2 separate regions of the Oryctolagus cuniculus genome follow, and region 1 is linked to region 2. Evidence: chromatin contacts called from public Micro-C data. All regions are on one chromosome and are shown on one strand. Each heading gives the region's core, a stretch centred on a gene start, on an enhancer-like site or on the middle of the called end of the contact. The rest is flanking DNA. Distances are from core to core; before and after follow the strand shown.

Region 1 (6,369 bases), core at 263-2,762, 36 kb after region 2:
GCGTGCGCACACACACACACCCCTAAAACAAACCCCACTGGTTTATGGAAATTGCGTTGAATGTATAGGTTTATTCAGGGAGAATTGACATCTTTACAAAACAAAGACTGGCCACTCATTTATGGAAGTTTTTACTTTTTTTTTTTAGTCCAGCTCTCTTATTACCTGCTTTTTTAAAATTGATTTAGTAGCAGTTACAGAGAGACAGAGACACAGAATGAGAAGAGAGATTTTCAACTGCCAGCTCACTCCCCGAATGGCCACAACTGCCTAAGCTGGGCCAGGCCAAAGCCAACAGCCAGGAGTTCAACCTGAGTCTCCCACAGGAGTGCCAAGGGGCCCAGGCATGGGGATCATCTCCTGCTGCTTTCCCAGGTGCATTAGCAGGGAGCTGGATGCCAAGTGGAGCAGCCGGGACTCGAGCGGGGCCTATATGGGATGCCGGAGTCACAGACGACAGCTTAACCTGCTGCACAATGTCTTCATACATTTCATACTAACTTTATTCTTAGGTACTTTGAAGTGTTTGCTGCCAATAGAAGTGAAGTTGGCATTCTTTCATCCACACTTTTATTACCCATTCTAGCTGCTGGCTACTTTTACATAGGAAGACTCTGCATCCTGTACAAGCATACGGTGCCTACACTGGATTTTTATCCTAACAGTTTTTCCTCTGATTCAGTGCAAGGTTTCTAATAACAAAACCAACGTATCTACTGTGCACTTTACACATGCTGTTCCCACTGCCTGGCTGCCTGGAATTCTCTTCCCACCTCCCTCCCCTATTGCACCTTCCCGCTAACTTTTTTCTTCAAAGCTAGCTCAAGGATCACTTGCTTAGGGAAACCTTCCTAGCTCAAGGATCACTTGCTTAGGGAAACCTTCCTAGCTCAAGGATCACTTGCTTAGGGAAACCTTCCCTGAGCTGGCCAGACTGGGTAGGCGTCCCATTGCCTGGCAACATCTTGCTCTTCTGCAGCCCTAAAGCCAGTAACTGTTTTTCCCGGTGAAAGTAGCCTCGATTCATTTTGAAATGAACATGGTAAAACCCCCTAAGGAGAAATCACCCTAATTCTAGCTCTTCTAGTATTTCCATAGAGTTGCTTTTCAGTGGTTGGGGGGGGGGGGGCTGCAAGTCCAGCTTTATTGAGGACCCTTTTTATGTGAAACAGGCCTGCTTGGAAAACGCGTCACCTCCCAGCCAGGGCCTAGCCCGGGGCCAGCTCCAGGTCTGCCACCCACAAACGCACACCTGCGCGGCGCCGCTGCAGGACACGGCTGCAAGCCACAGACGGTGGCCCCGCGCGCCGGGCACCTGCCACCAGCCCCGCGGCCCTCTCAGCCTGGAGCCCGTGAGAAGAGGCCATCTTGCAGCCTGCCTCCAGCTCCAGTGTTTTCTTCCTTCCCGGTGACCCTGAGGTCCGCCTCTGAGTCCCCAGCGCTCGCCCCAGCGGCTCTGGTCACCCCGCGACTCCCTCTCCCTCGGGAGAGGGGTCGCTCCCTAACACGGCCCGCCCAGCTTTTGTTTGCTACGAAGCGCACCAGGAGCCATGTTTGCTTTCTGCTGAAGGCAGCTGTGGTGGCCGGAGCGAGAAGGGCGGGAGGGGAGCGGGGGACCCGACCCCAAACCGGCGGCCGTGGGGCTCCCTCCGCTTCTGCTGCCCTGGGTCCCTCGCCAGACTCTGGGGAAGAGAAAGTGGCCGTTCCCAGCCCAACTACTGACTCACTCGGCCAGCGAGGCCCCCCGGCCCACGCTGTTACCGCCCATTTTCCAATTTGCTTTACGAGGTAATTGCCTCGGGGTATGGTAACTGCTCCCCCACTGCCACGATTCTAACACCACGTCCCTGGACACCCCCCACCCCGCAGTGTCGGGACCCCCACCCGAGCTTGGGGCTCGAGAATCGTCCCGTTTCCCCCCACCCCAGTTCTAAAGCCCCCCAACCCCACTGGGCTCCAGGACGGGCTTCCTGCCTCTCCGCCCCTCTCCCTCCCAAACCCACTAATCGGGGCCTGGGGGCACAGGGACGCCTCCCCACCTCGGACCCCGGGACACCCCGCCTCTGGGGTCCCCCCCGCCCCCGCGGGGCGGGAACAGCGCGCCCACCGGAAGGGGCGTGGCCCGGCAGCGGGCAGTGCCGATTGGCCGAGGCGGGCCTGACGCCCGCTCCCGCTATAAGAGCGCGGCGGGCTGCCGTCTGCGCCAGACGTTCTTCGCCGAGAGTCGCCGCGGTTTCCTGCTTCAACAGTGCTTGGACGGAACCCGGCGCTCGACCCCCGCCCCAGCCGGCCACTCAGAGCCAGCCCTCCGCCAGCTTCTCACAGCGCCCTCGGACCGCCCGCAGGCCCTCGCCGCCGCTCCAGCTCCGTGCAGCCGCCGCCGCCGCCGCCGCCTCTCAGCCGCCCGCCATGACGTCCGCGTCTTCTTCGCAGGTGCGCCAGAACTACCACCAGGACTCGGAGGCCGCCATCAACCGCCAGATCAACCTGGAGCTCTACGCCTCCTATGTCTACCTGTCCATGGTGAGCGCGGGCGGGCCTCAGGGGCCCGGGGACAGGGCGGGGCCGGGGGCGGGCTCCCCACCGCCGCCTCCGTGCGCCCGTGTGGAAAATGGAGGCTGCTCGCCTCGCCCCGGACTGCCGCTGGCGCAGGAGTCCGGGCAGTTGGCCCGTTGCACTGTCGCCTCGGAGGACTCCTCCTTGGCCCTGACACCTCTGTATAGAGAGCCCGGCATCCTGAGACTCCAGGGTTGCAAGATTTGCAGCCTGTACAGTCACGGAGGTGGGCCCCTGCCCCCGATCACGTGTCCCGGAGCAGGATCCAGCTGCGATCCCCCTGGGTGCCGCAGGGCCCTCTGGGTAGTGGTGTCTCATGACAGCCTTGGGGGCTGGTGCACAGTGGCTTATCTCTGGGGGCCGACCCCTCTCTGAGCAACCGTCTCCACCTCTCTGCTTATCTCCAAGTCCCACTTGCATTGAACCATATCTCCAGAGATCTCCCTTCCTGCAGTCCCTGCGCCTTGGAGTGCTTTATCTTCTGTCCTTTCTTTGGAAGAGAACCCCAGAGTACTTGGTTCAAGTTGGTTCCCGGGGAAGGAATCCTCCCATGCATTAGTGAGACTGGGTTTCCGTGGGGTGGGGGGCAGTCGGGTCTAGAGTTGCCTTGTGGTTGTGCGAATTGTCCAAGAAGAGGCAGGTTCCAAGCAGAGCTGAAAATGGATGGACCCTGGGTTTCTGTGACTGCCCGTTCCCTTTCAGCATCACTCAAACACAGCAAGTGTCCAAAGCTGAAAAATCTGATTTTTTTTTCCTTTCTGCTGATAATATGTGTATGCCAATATATTGCCCACAGTTGTCATCTTGGTGTTAATATTTAAATCGGCAGCCCGCTGTACAGTTGGCAGGTTGTAGCATGGTTGATCAGGGAGGAAGGGAAGAGGGGACAGAAGTGCCAGGTACATACTCTGCCACCCGCCCCAAACATGGCACTGTGTTAATACAGATGCTTAAGACACTGCTTGGGGCCGGTGTTGTGGCACAGCCGACACGGCTGCAACCGCGGCATCCCGTATGAGCGCCGGCTCCAGGCCCAGCTGCTTGACTTCCAGTCCAGCTCCACGCCACTGTGCCTGGGAAAGCAGTGGGCCCTTGCCACCCCCATGGGAAACCCTAATGGAGTTCCTGGCACCTGGCTGCTGCCCGATCCGGCCCCGGCCGTTGCAGCCATTTGGGAACTGAAACAGCAGATGAAAGATCTCTCTCAGCGCTCCCTCCCTCTAACTCTGCCTTTCAAGTAAATAAATCTTTAAAAAAGACACTCTGTGCCCAAGGCAATTCCATGGTGTACTGCCCGTGGCCATCGGCAGCTTCCTTCCCTGGGGAATCCCTGACGGACTGTGTCCATGTTCTTCTTTCAGTCTTACTACTTTGACCGTGATGATGTGGCTTTGAAGAACTTTGCCAAATACTTCCTCCACCAGTCTCACGAGGAGAGGGAACACGCTGAGAAACTGATGAAGCTGCAGAACCAGCGAGGGGGCCGGATCTTCCTTCAGGACATCAAGGTGAACAGCTCTTGGGGTGCTTTGTGACCAGCAGCGTCCGAGTGTCAGAAATCACTTGGACAGTAGCACCTGCCCTCATTTATCAAACGGCGACGCAGCGGGCTTATGCCCTTTGTGTCTTCTTGGGCCTGCCATCTAGACTCAGGTAGAAAAACAGTAACGGTCAAGGACCGGAAATTGGAAGCCGTTGTCAGGGGAAACTTGGATGTCCCCTTGACCAAAGCGTGGTGGTTGTGGTAGGTGCCTGCTGCCCTGAGTTGGGTTAACTGGCAGATGCACTGACCTGTCTCCTCCCATTCAGAAACCAGAGTATGACGACTGGGAAAGTGGACTGAATGCAATGGAGTGCGCACTGCACCTGGAAAAAAGTGTGAATCAGTCACTGCTGGAACTGCACAAACTGGCCACGGACAAAAATGACCCCCACGTGAGTATGGGCAACCCAGGGAACACGTGGAGGAAGTTACTTGCCTGAGGGTTGGAAAGCTGACCAGTTACCGTTCTTCCCTGCCCTGTTTTCCAGTTGTGTGACTTCATTGAGACGCATTACCTGAATGAGCAGGTGAAGTCCATCAAAGAACTGGGTGACCACGTAACCAACTTGCGCAAGATGGGAGCCCCCGAATCTGGCATGGCAGAGTATCTCTTTGACAAGCACACCCTGGGACACAGTGATAACGAGAGCTAAGCCTTAGGCTCGCTTCCTGGCTGTGCACCACAGCAGTGCCTGCATGTCGGGGCTGCCTTTACCTTTTCTAGACATTGTACCAAACATCCACCTGCATACTTTAATTTGTACCATTCCTTCAAATAAAGAAATTTGGTACCCAGCTGTCTTGGAGATCACGGGATGGGCCTGTAGTCTCTTTAGGCTGTCTTCCACATCCATTAAATGTCAGGAACAGTCAACACCAATCAAAATGAGACACCTAGGAGAATATTTGTTTTTATTATATTAAACTCTTTAGTTTGGGAAAGATACTAAGGTACAGGTATGATCAATTCAGGTAAGAGTAAAGACTTGGGATTCGGGTTCTGTTCTGAATTGTGTGTTTCCAAAGATTCATTCTCACTTCCACAGTGTGCAGGGCAGAAAGACTGAAGTAGTCCAGGACTGCTTCCTTTTGTTAACCGTTCAGCTAACCGTTAGTAATCCAGGCCATCATAGGAATGTGGTCTTCAGCACGGACTGCTGTGTGGCTGTAACTCATCAGTGTCCTCCTAGTGGACACGCGGGTGAGGACCAGGCGGGAGAAGAGTCTCCCCTAGGAAACAGGTCAGGAATGTGCTTCATCCCTGTGGGTAATTTGAGACAGTTAACAGCGTGCCTGTCGGCACCCCCTTCATTTCAGTACTAGTTTCGTGGTAGGAGGGCTAAGCTAAGGTTGAAACATCTTAGAATTCTTAACATTCCCTGACTGACACCCCAGGTCATTTAGAGAATTTCCTGTCTAGCCCTAGGAGCAAGCCTAAAATTGGTGCCCTTTTTAAGTTTTTCCAATCATGATAGCGGCTATGTGTTCTGACCACCAAACAACTGCTTGTCAGTCAAGAAACAGGAAGTTACACTTCCTCCCCACACAAATGTGGGTTGAATGAAAGTCTCCAGGGGATCTGAAACCTGCTGAGAAGTTTTGGGGAAGCCCACAAAACAGAAGATAGCTCAGGGGCACTGGATGCTTCCACTCACCCCTACCATCTGCCAGTTGCCAGTGCTGGCCACCCGCAGTGCTTTGCAGCCTTTGCCATCTAAACCCATGCAGCAAGTCAAATCCTTGGCTACAACCCAGAGCACCCCCAGTTGTGCACTGGAGTTTCGTGTCAGCCACACCTGCCCGTCTAGACCTGTCGGCCAGCCCTTCCAGCATCAGTGTTGGTGCAGTCTTCCTTCACCTCACTCCCAGGGAATTTTTCCTGGTGATGTCAGCTCCCTACCACTTGGCTAGTAGGGTTCCCTCCCGCTGAGGTAGGCGGGTAGGTATATACCCTAAGCTGGTGCTGGCATAGGCCCAGCATGCTGGAACAGGAGAAAGCGGTGAGGGCTGGGGAGGAGGGCCATGCCCAGGGGAAGGCAGTGGCTGCTTTAGGTGGAGGACACACCTGTTTTCCAAGCTAGAATAAGGATTCCCATGATCTTTGAGGATAGATTGTATGTTGCCCCTTGAACGTTCCACATGGGGTTCTCTTGGATGGCCTTCGGGGACATCTTGTATGTTGACCAGGTTAAACTCCACAGTTTTCCTCCTCACGTGACCTGCTGGGTACTCTGTCGAGGCCTCCGTACTCGCCGTGCTCACCAAGGCCA
Region 2 (6,926 bases), core at 3,613-6,112:
TCCGATGGCAGGAGCCAGGTACTTATCCTGGTCTCCCATGGGGTGCAGGGCCCAAGCACTTGGGCCATCCTCCACTGCACTCCCTGGCCACAGCAGAGAGCTGGCCTGGAAGAGGGGCAACCGGGACAGAATCTGGCGCCCCGACCGGGACTAGAACCCGGTGTGCCGGGGCCGCAAGGCGGAGGATTAGCCTAGTGAGCCACGGCACCAGCCTAAGGCTTCCTCCTCATCCTCTTCAGACCACCTGCCAATGCCGGGTCTCTACCCGACCCATTCTTCCTCTCTCTCGCCTGAAGATTGAGGGGGTACTCAAGGGCACAGATGTGCCACCGAAGGCACACTTGGGTTTGATTTGGGTTTAACTTAACAGACTAGACTTTTCCCAGCACAGACCCTGCCCGCCCTCAACTGCTCCCCCCCACCCAGAATCATGAATCCAGAATCATGCTCCAGCACCTTCAGACTTTCGCCCATCCTGTCCTTTTTCCTCTTGAAACTCTGACAGCACACCCCCAGTTCCAGACACCATCATCCCACCACTACCCCTACGGCTCCAATCCCCGTGCCTCTCCCAGTACAATTCTAGGACCTTAAGCAGGAGCCAACTGGAGCCCCAGGTCCCCTGAAAAGCCCTCAGTGCTGTTCTCTGCCCCCAGTAGCCTTCTCTGCAAGGTATAGACCTTACATTGTCACCACTAACACCCAACATGGACTGGGCAGTTTTATTTACTTGAAAGGATGTTTTTTATTTGTCTTTGCCCATCTCTACCATGTTGACACCCAGCCAAGGGTGCCCTTACCAGAGCCAAGCAGGTGCTGACACCATGTTCTTCTTCTTTTTTTTTTTTAAGATCTATTTCTTTCTTTATTTAAAAGTCAGAGTTACACAGAGAGGAATGGCAGAGAGAGAGAGAAAGAGAGAGGTCTTCCATCTGCTGGTTCACTCCCCAGTTGGCCACAATAGCTGGAGCTGCACTGATCTGAAGCCAGGAACCAGGAGCTTCTTTTGGGTCTTCCATGGAGGTTCAGCCGCCCACAGACTTGGGCCATCTTCTACTACTTTCCCAGGCTATAGCAGAGAGCTGGATCAGAAGTGGAGCAGCCAGTAGTTGAACCGGAGCCCATATGGGATGCTGGCACCGCAGGTGGTGGCTTTACCCACTATGCCACAGTGCCAGCCCCACCATGTTCTTAAATTCCCAAAACTGGGGCTGATCTGTGGCACAGCAAGTAAAACCACTGCCTGCAGCACCACATCCTATATGGGCACCGGTTCAATTCCTGACTGCCCCATTTCCAATCCAGCTCCCTGCTAATGTGCCTGAGAAAGCAGCAGAGGATGGCCCAAGTGCTTGGGCCCTTACACCCACATGGGACACCAGGAAGAGGATCCTAGCTTTGGTCTAGCCCAGCTCTGACTATTGCAACCATTTGACAAGTGAACCAGCTGATGGAAGATCTCTTACTCTCTCTGTCTCTCCCTCTCTCTCTCTGTAACTTTGTCTTACAAATAAAATGAACAAACCTTTTAAAAAAAAACCTCAATAAAAAAATTCCCAGAACTTTCTTCATTAATACTCAACCCCAGGTTTTTTGTTATAGCCACAGAAAAGTGACAAACACAGCCATCCTATGTTGCTGCTGCTGACCACATGCTTGGTCAGGAGACTTAGGCATCTTGCGTTCCTGCAACAGACACCCAGAGCTGTCCAGACCACAGTGCAAGCACAGGACTGACAACTCCGACTCAGAAATGCCAGCCCTGCCATCCTGGGCCAGAGGAACACCTTCCTCCTGCTGCCACACTGAGAAGTCATGACCACCGCCTGGCGTGGCGGCGCTCCTGTATGGGCTGCTCACCTGGCCTCTATGGGTCACCCATTGCTACCGCAGCAAACCACCATGAAACTGTGGCTGAAATACACAGATCGTTGATCTGTGGCAGGCAGAAGTCAGCAGGGCCGTGCCCCTCCTGGAGGCTCCAGGGGAGAATCTGTCCCAGAGGCTGACCGGCCATGTTCACTGAGAACTCGTGGCCATGTCACCAGGGTTCTGCCTCCGTCTTCAGATCTCCCTTGGCTGAGCCTGCTGCCCACTCCTTCTCACAACCGTGTGCTTACAGACGGCATACCCAAATAATCCAAGCTAATCTCTTCCATCTCAAACCTTTAACTTCATTGTATCTCTGAGGCCTCACTGGGCACTTGAGGCAACATTCACAGGTTCTGGGATGAGGACATCAACATGTCTGGGCGCTACCACTCAGCCTCCCACAGTGCCCCACAGAGGGACAAGCACGGCCATCACATTAGTACTTGGGAACTAGTCCAGACTAATGGGAAAGCACAAATGAGAATGTAACAGAGACCTCTTTGCTCACCACTCAGCTATGTCCAGTGTAATGTCCAACATTGCACCATGTTTGCTGCCTATTGTTTCAAGTATTAAAACAAAATATTGAAGATTCAGCAAAAGCCCCCAAGGTAATCTCCCCAAGCTTTTCCTCTTTTCAAGGGGGTTCAGAAGCCAGCGTCGTGGTGCAGTGCTTTATAGTGCTGGCCACAGTGCTGGCAGCTATTGCACCGGGGACAACAGCAGAAGATGGCCAGGTTCTTGGATCCCTGCCAGACACATGAGAGACCAGAATAGAGCTCCTGGATACTGGCTTCTGCCTCGCCCAGCCCTGGCTGTTGCAGCCATCTGGGGAGTGAACCAGTGAATGGACGATCTCTCTCTCTCTTTGCCTCTGTGTGTGTGTGTTTCTCCCTCTCTTCTCCATCACTCTACCTTTAAAATAAACAAATACTAAATCTTTTTTAAAAAAAACATATAAAAAGAAAATTCAGGCATTTTCTTAAATTTAGCAATACCACCTGTAGGCATACCTTCATATTTTATATTTTAGAGTCTCTTTGCCAAATACAACTCGAAGTTGAAGTCTAATCAGTTACAGGTACACATGATGCAACCCCACAGTAATCACCTTCAGGAATGATCCTTGGCTCCACCCCTCCTGCCCCGGCCGCCACTCCACTCAGAGAGCACCAGTCCCAGGGTGGGGGTGACGTGGAAGCCGGAGTCAGCTGTTTTCTCCAAGACAGCGGTTGCCACACACAGGAAAATTCTAATACATGACACAGCCCCTAAATGCCTGGCAACCACCTCACGTGAGGCTCAGCAGGAGGAAGACAGGTGGCGCAGGGCTGGGGGAAACCCTGGCTGAGTCAGCTCCACACTCAAGCAGGACGATGGCCTCGATGGCCTCGGAGTTCCTCCTTGTTCTTTGATTGTGAAACTTAACTCTCCCCTGAGATGCAGGCCCAGGGGAAGGAATCAAGCCTGAAGGCTCTGGCAGAACTTACCCAAGAGGAACGGGAGGAGTGGGAGGCGGAGGGGGGGTGTCAAGGACGCTCCTGGCATAGGGAACAGCTCATGCAAAGAAAAGGTGGCCTGGGGCAGGTGTCTTGGCTGAAGCGTGGAGCAGATGAGAAAGGGGGCGGAGCAGCTCTTCTAGGGCCCTGTGTGACCCCCTGCAGAGCCTGCATCTTATCCTCCAGGTGATGGGGAAGGTGGGCCTGACGTAGAGGAGGGGGTCAATTTACCTGAGTGCGGATTCTGGCCATGGTACTTGATTGATGTTTATGTGGGGGAGACAGGCAGGAAGATAGGTAGGAATAGGTGAGCTGGAAGATGTCCCTGATAACGTCTGCCTCTAGCCCTTCATTGTAACTCCACCCCTTACCCATCAGTCTAGCATACCCACTTTCCCATGATGCTCCTGGTTCTCATCCATGCCCAGGAAGGAGGAGATGCCATTATGGCCGTGTGAAGGAGCGAAACTCCCAGAAAGCCTCGCACATACTAGACCTCACCCAGGCCGCACTCTATTTGTATGTTCAATTAGGGCGCCACTCTCTACCCCATAAAAGAGGCCCGAAGCGGCCTGTTTGCCTTTTGGCTTCTTGGCCCTCGTTGGTCCTTCTCCAGCCTCTCCTCATCACCATGGTCCCCGCAGGGGATCCTCTGGCCCACTCATGGCAGTGTCTCCCTGTGAGGGGCAGCCCACTCTCACACGGGAAAGGATATTCACTCTCTAAATCCCGCTGTCACTTGCGAGCTGTGTTTGTGCCTCTGCTTTGAATTCTTATCTCTGAGTGGGCAAGAACTTGGAATAAGAAAATGGAGATAGGCTGGCACCGCGGCTCACTAGGCTAATCCTCCACCTGCGGTGCCAGCACCTGGGGTTCTAGTCCCGGTCGGGGCGCCGGATTCTGTCCTGGCTGCTCCTCTTCCAGTCCAGCTCTCTGCTGTGGCCCAGGAAGGCAGTGGAGGATGGCCCAAGTGCTTGGGCCCTGCACCCGCATGGGAGACCAGGAGGAAGTGCCCGGCTCTTGGCTTTGGATCAGCGCGTGCGCCGGCCGTAGCAGCCATTTGGGGGTGAACCAACGGAAGGAAGACCTTTCTCTCTGTCTCTCTTTCTCACTGTCTAACTCTGCCAGAAAGAAAGAAAAGAAAAGAAAAGAAAAGAAAAGAAAAGAAGAAAATGGAGATACAGAGGACCATTCGATGTGACCCCTGGGAGGTCACTTGGGCCCTGTGATCCTGCCTCCTCGGTAGAACCAGCACAGCTTGCTGAGACAAGCCCCGAGGTGATGCAGTAAGAACTGCCCGGAATGGAGAATCTGGGCACCCAACGTCCTTTGCCTTCCTGTTTGTTGCTGTTACTGGAGGCGTCCACCCGGGAGGGGCGGGAGCTTTTTCCTGGCTCACTGCCAGGTTAGAGAAGCGAGGATTTGTAGCCGCAGGGCTCTGCGGGCAGATCCTTTCTTGGCGTGCCCTACAGAAGGTTCCGGGAAAGTCGCCAGGCGGTGCAGTGTGTGGTGGGAGTTTCCCAGCAGCTCAGCCTCCCAGAGAGCCAGAGAGCAGAGCTCAACAAAGCAGTCCCAGAGGCCAGGACTCCCAGCTTGCTGGGCTCCCTACCCCAGCCCTACCTTCGGCCCCCATCGCTGCCAAGTGGGTCTCACAGCAGAGCCTCGATCTTAGGAATTCGGGGCCTTTCCTTACTCTGTGTCAATCAGGGCAGAATCCACCTCTGATTTGTCTTTGTCTCCCAGCCCCGCCTCTCCTATCCCCTAGGCAAGCTAGCCGAAGCCCGCCCTGGAAGTCGCGTGACTTGGAGCTGCTGGCAGCCTCTGGGGGAGTCTCTTGTGGAGCTGGGTGCTTGGGGGCTGCTTGCTGAATGCTGCATGTGAAGCAAGCCCATTAGTGACTCCCCTGGGCCTCTCACCTGCCAGGATTACTCATGGTTCTGAGAACCGGCACAGAGGCCAGGGGACGGGGGCAGCAGCTTCCCCGTGAACACACAGCATCCTATTCATGGCTGCGGGCTCAGGGTACTGGCCCTGGGGGAAGAGGTTAGGGTTCTGGGACACACAGGCTATTAGTTAGCCCAGACTCCTGGCTTGATTTGCCATCCACAGCTAGTGCTGTCTCCTGTCCCTGCCCTGCCCACCAGCAGTGTCAGGAAAAGCTTCCTGGCACCCAGTTCCAGGGGAGGCAACTCAGCCTAGGAACTGGAGCTTGGGGAGACCCCCCGCCCCCTGCCCCACTCCTGTGGTGGGGAGAGCAAGTACTGGCCTTCATTGTCAGAAATTCCAATATCCCATCCTCTGTTTTAATCCTAGTTCAAGTTCGCCTCGTGACTTTGTGGGTGGGCACAAGTCACACGGGGTTAGATGGAAACAGGTTCCCTGGTGATCTCCCCTTGGTAAGAAACTGTGGGCCCCAACCCGACTGAAGCCAGGTGAGGGAGTCTAAGTGTTATCTGTGAATGGCAGGGTTCTTGTCTTCGTGCAAGAAAGAATTCAGGTGTGAGACAGAGAGTAGTGGAAAGTAAAGTAGCAGAGTTTATTAGGGAAGGGACATCCATAAGAAAGGATGGGCACCTCTCCAGACAGAACCTGAGAGAGAGTGCCCAGTTGCTCAGACTGGGGGACGGGGGGAGCGAGGTTACATGGTTGAGTGGAGAGATTACACCTAACCAGGCCAGGCGGCGGCTCGGCAGTGAGGCAGAGGGCTGAGCGCGCAGTCCGGTTGAGGTCGGGGTTTTTAAGGAAATGGGTCTTTGTCTTCACACATCTCCTCCTGAAACAAAAGACTTTATGGATATAAATAGAAAAACTCCTATCTGAGTTTTCTCCCTGAAGTTATCAGACAGGGGGAAGTCTGGCTGGCGCCACCCCGTTGGAGGAAAGGCAGGGAGGGCATTTGAAGTGCAGATACTGGGCTGCACCTGGAAGGTTATCAGTCAGAAGGGGCAGGGACCCCCACCTGGCAGGTTATCAGGTAGGAGGGGGCAGGGCAGGATGCAAACACTGGGCTGCCCCTGAAATGTTATCAGGATGACTTTGAGATGCATCTGCTGGACATAGACATCTTCCCTTTAGGCCTTTGTCACACACACATAAGCTCATATCTGACTTCCTACCTAACGCAAGCATGAGCAGCAGCCCTGTGCAACTCCACCTTCCAGGCAGAGAAAGCCAAAACATCCTCATTATGTGAAATCCACCCCCAGCTTGTTACCAAAATTCTGCTCCTTATCAACAGTGCTGGATCAGAATCCCAAGGACTAGGTTTGGGACAAGAGTCGCATCTATCCACAGATGAGGAGGCAGCAGATGGACGTCTCGAGAACTACCACCCTCCCCTATGAGGGCAGCTCAGGGTTTGTAAGGAGTTTGGAGAAGGAGGCGGCGCCTGGGAGCCATGACCCACAGCTCATCAGGAAATAGAGATGGGGAGCAGGAGTAAACAGCCAGACACTGAAACTGGTTGCAGGCCCAATAGCAAAGCATTTTTTATGAATTTCAAATATCAGTGCAGTTTCTTGAGAAACATGCTGAGGGAGAATTGATAGCTTGATC

What was found. Hi-C and Micro-C count contacts between places; a contact is called where the count stands out from the background.
Region 1: a contact with region 2 is called in a Micro-C map of ear pinna, with 3 times the contacts expected there. The contact joins the promoter of FTH1 here to the enhancer-like site in region 2. A contact is called at or near these places in 6 of 6 Hi-C or Micro-C datasets (ear pinna, embryonic fibroblasts, liver and 3 more).

What each region holds. Positions count from the first base shown.
Region 1 is chr1:10,210,483-10,216,851 of mOryCun1.1, forward strand. It overlaps FTH1 (ferritin heavy chain 1), which reads left to right and starts at 1,513. Exons shown (of 4, transcript XM_008274404.4): 1 at 1,513-2,523; 2 at 3,918-4,064; 3 at 4,366-4,491; 4 at 4,588-4,894. The coding sequence starts at 2,410. The coding sequence ends at 4,752. It overlaps BEST1 (bestrophin 1), which reads right to left. Exons shown (of 9, transcript XM_051833213.2): 9 at 4,588-6,369. The coding sequence ends at 5,996.
Region 2 is chr1:10,171,034-10,177,959 of mOryCun1.1, forward strand. No RefSeq gene overlaps it. Among named protein-coding and RNA genes, the nearest start is that of INCENP, 27 kb to the left of the region's middle. Within about 2 kb of position 4,863, at least 8 of the 8 cell types and tissues checked have an H3K27ac peak or open chromatin away from gene starts, as enhancers often do. A contact at or near this core is called in ear pinna, where this site is marked.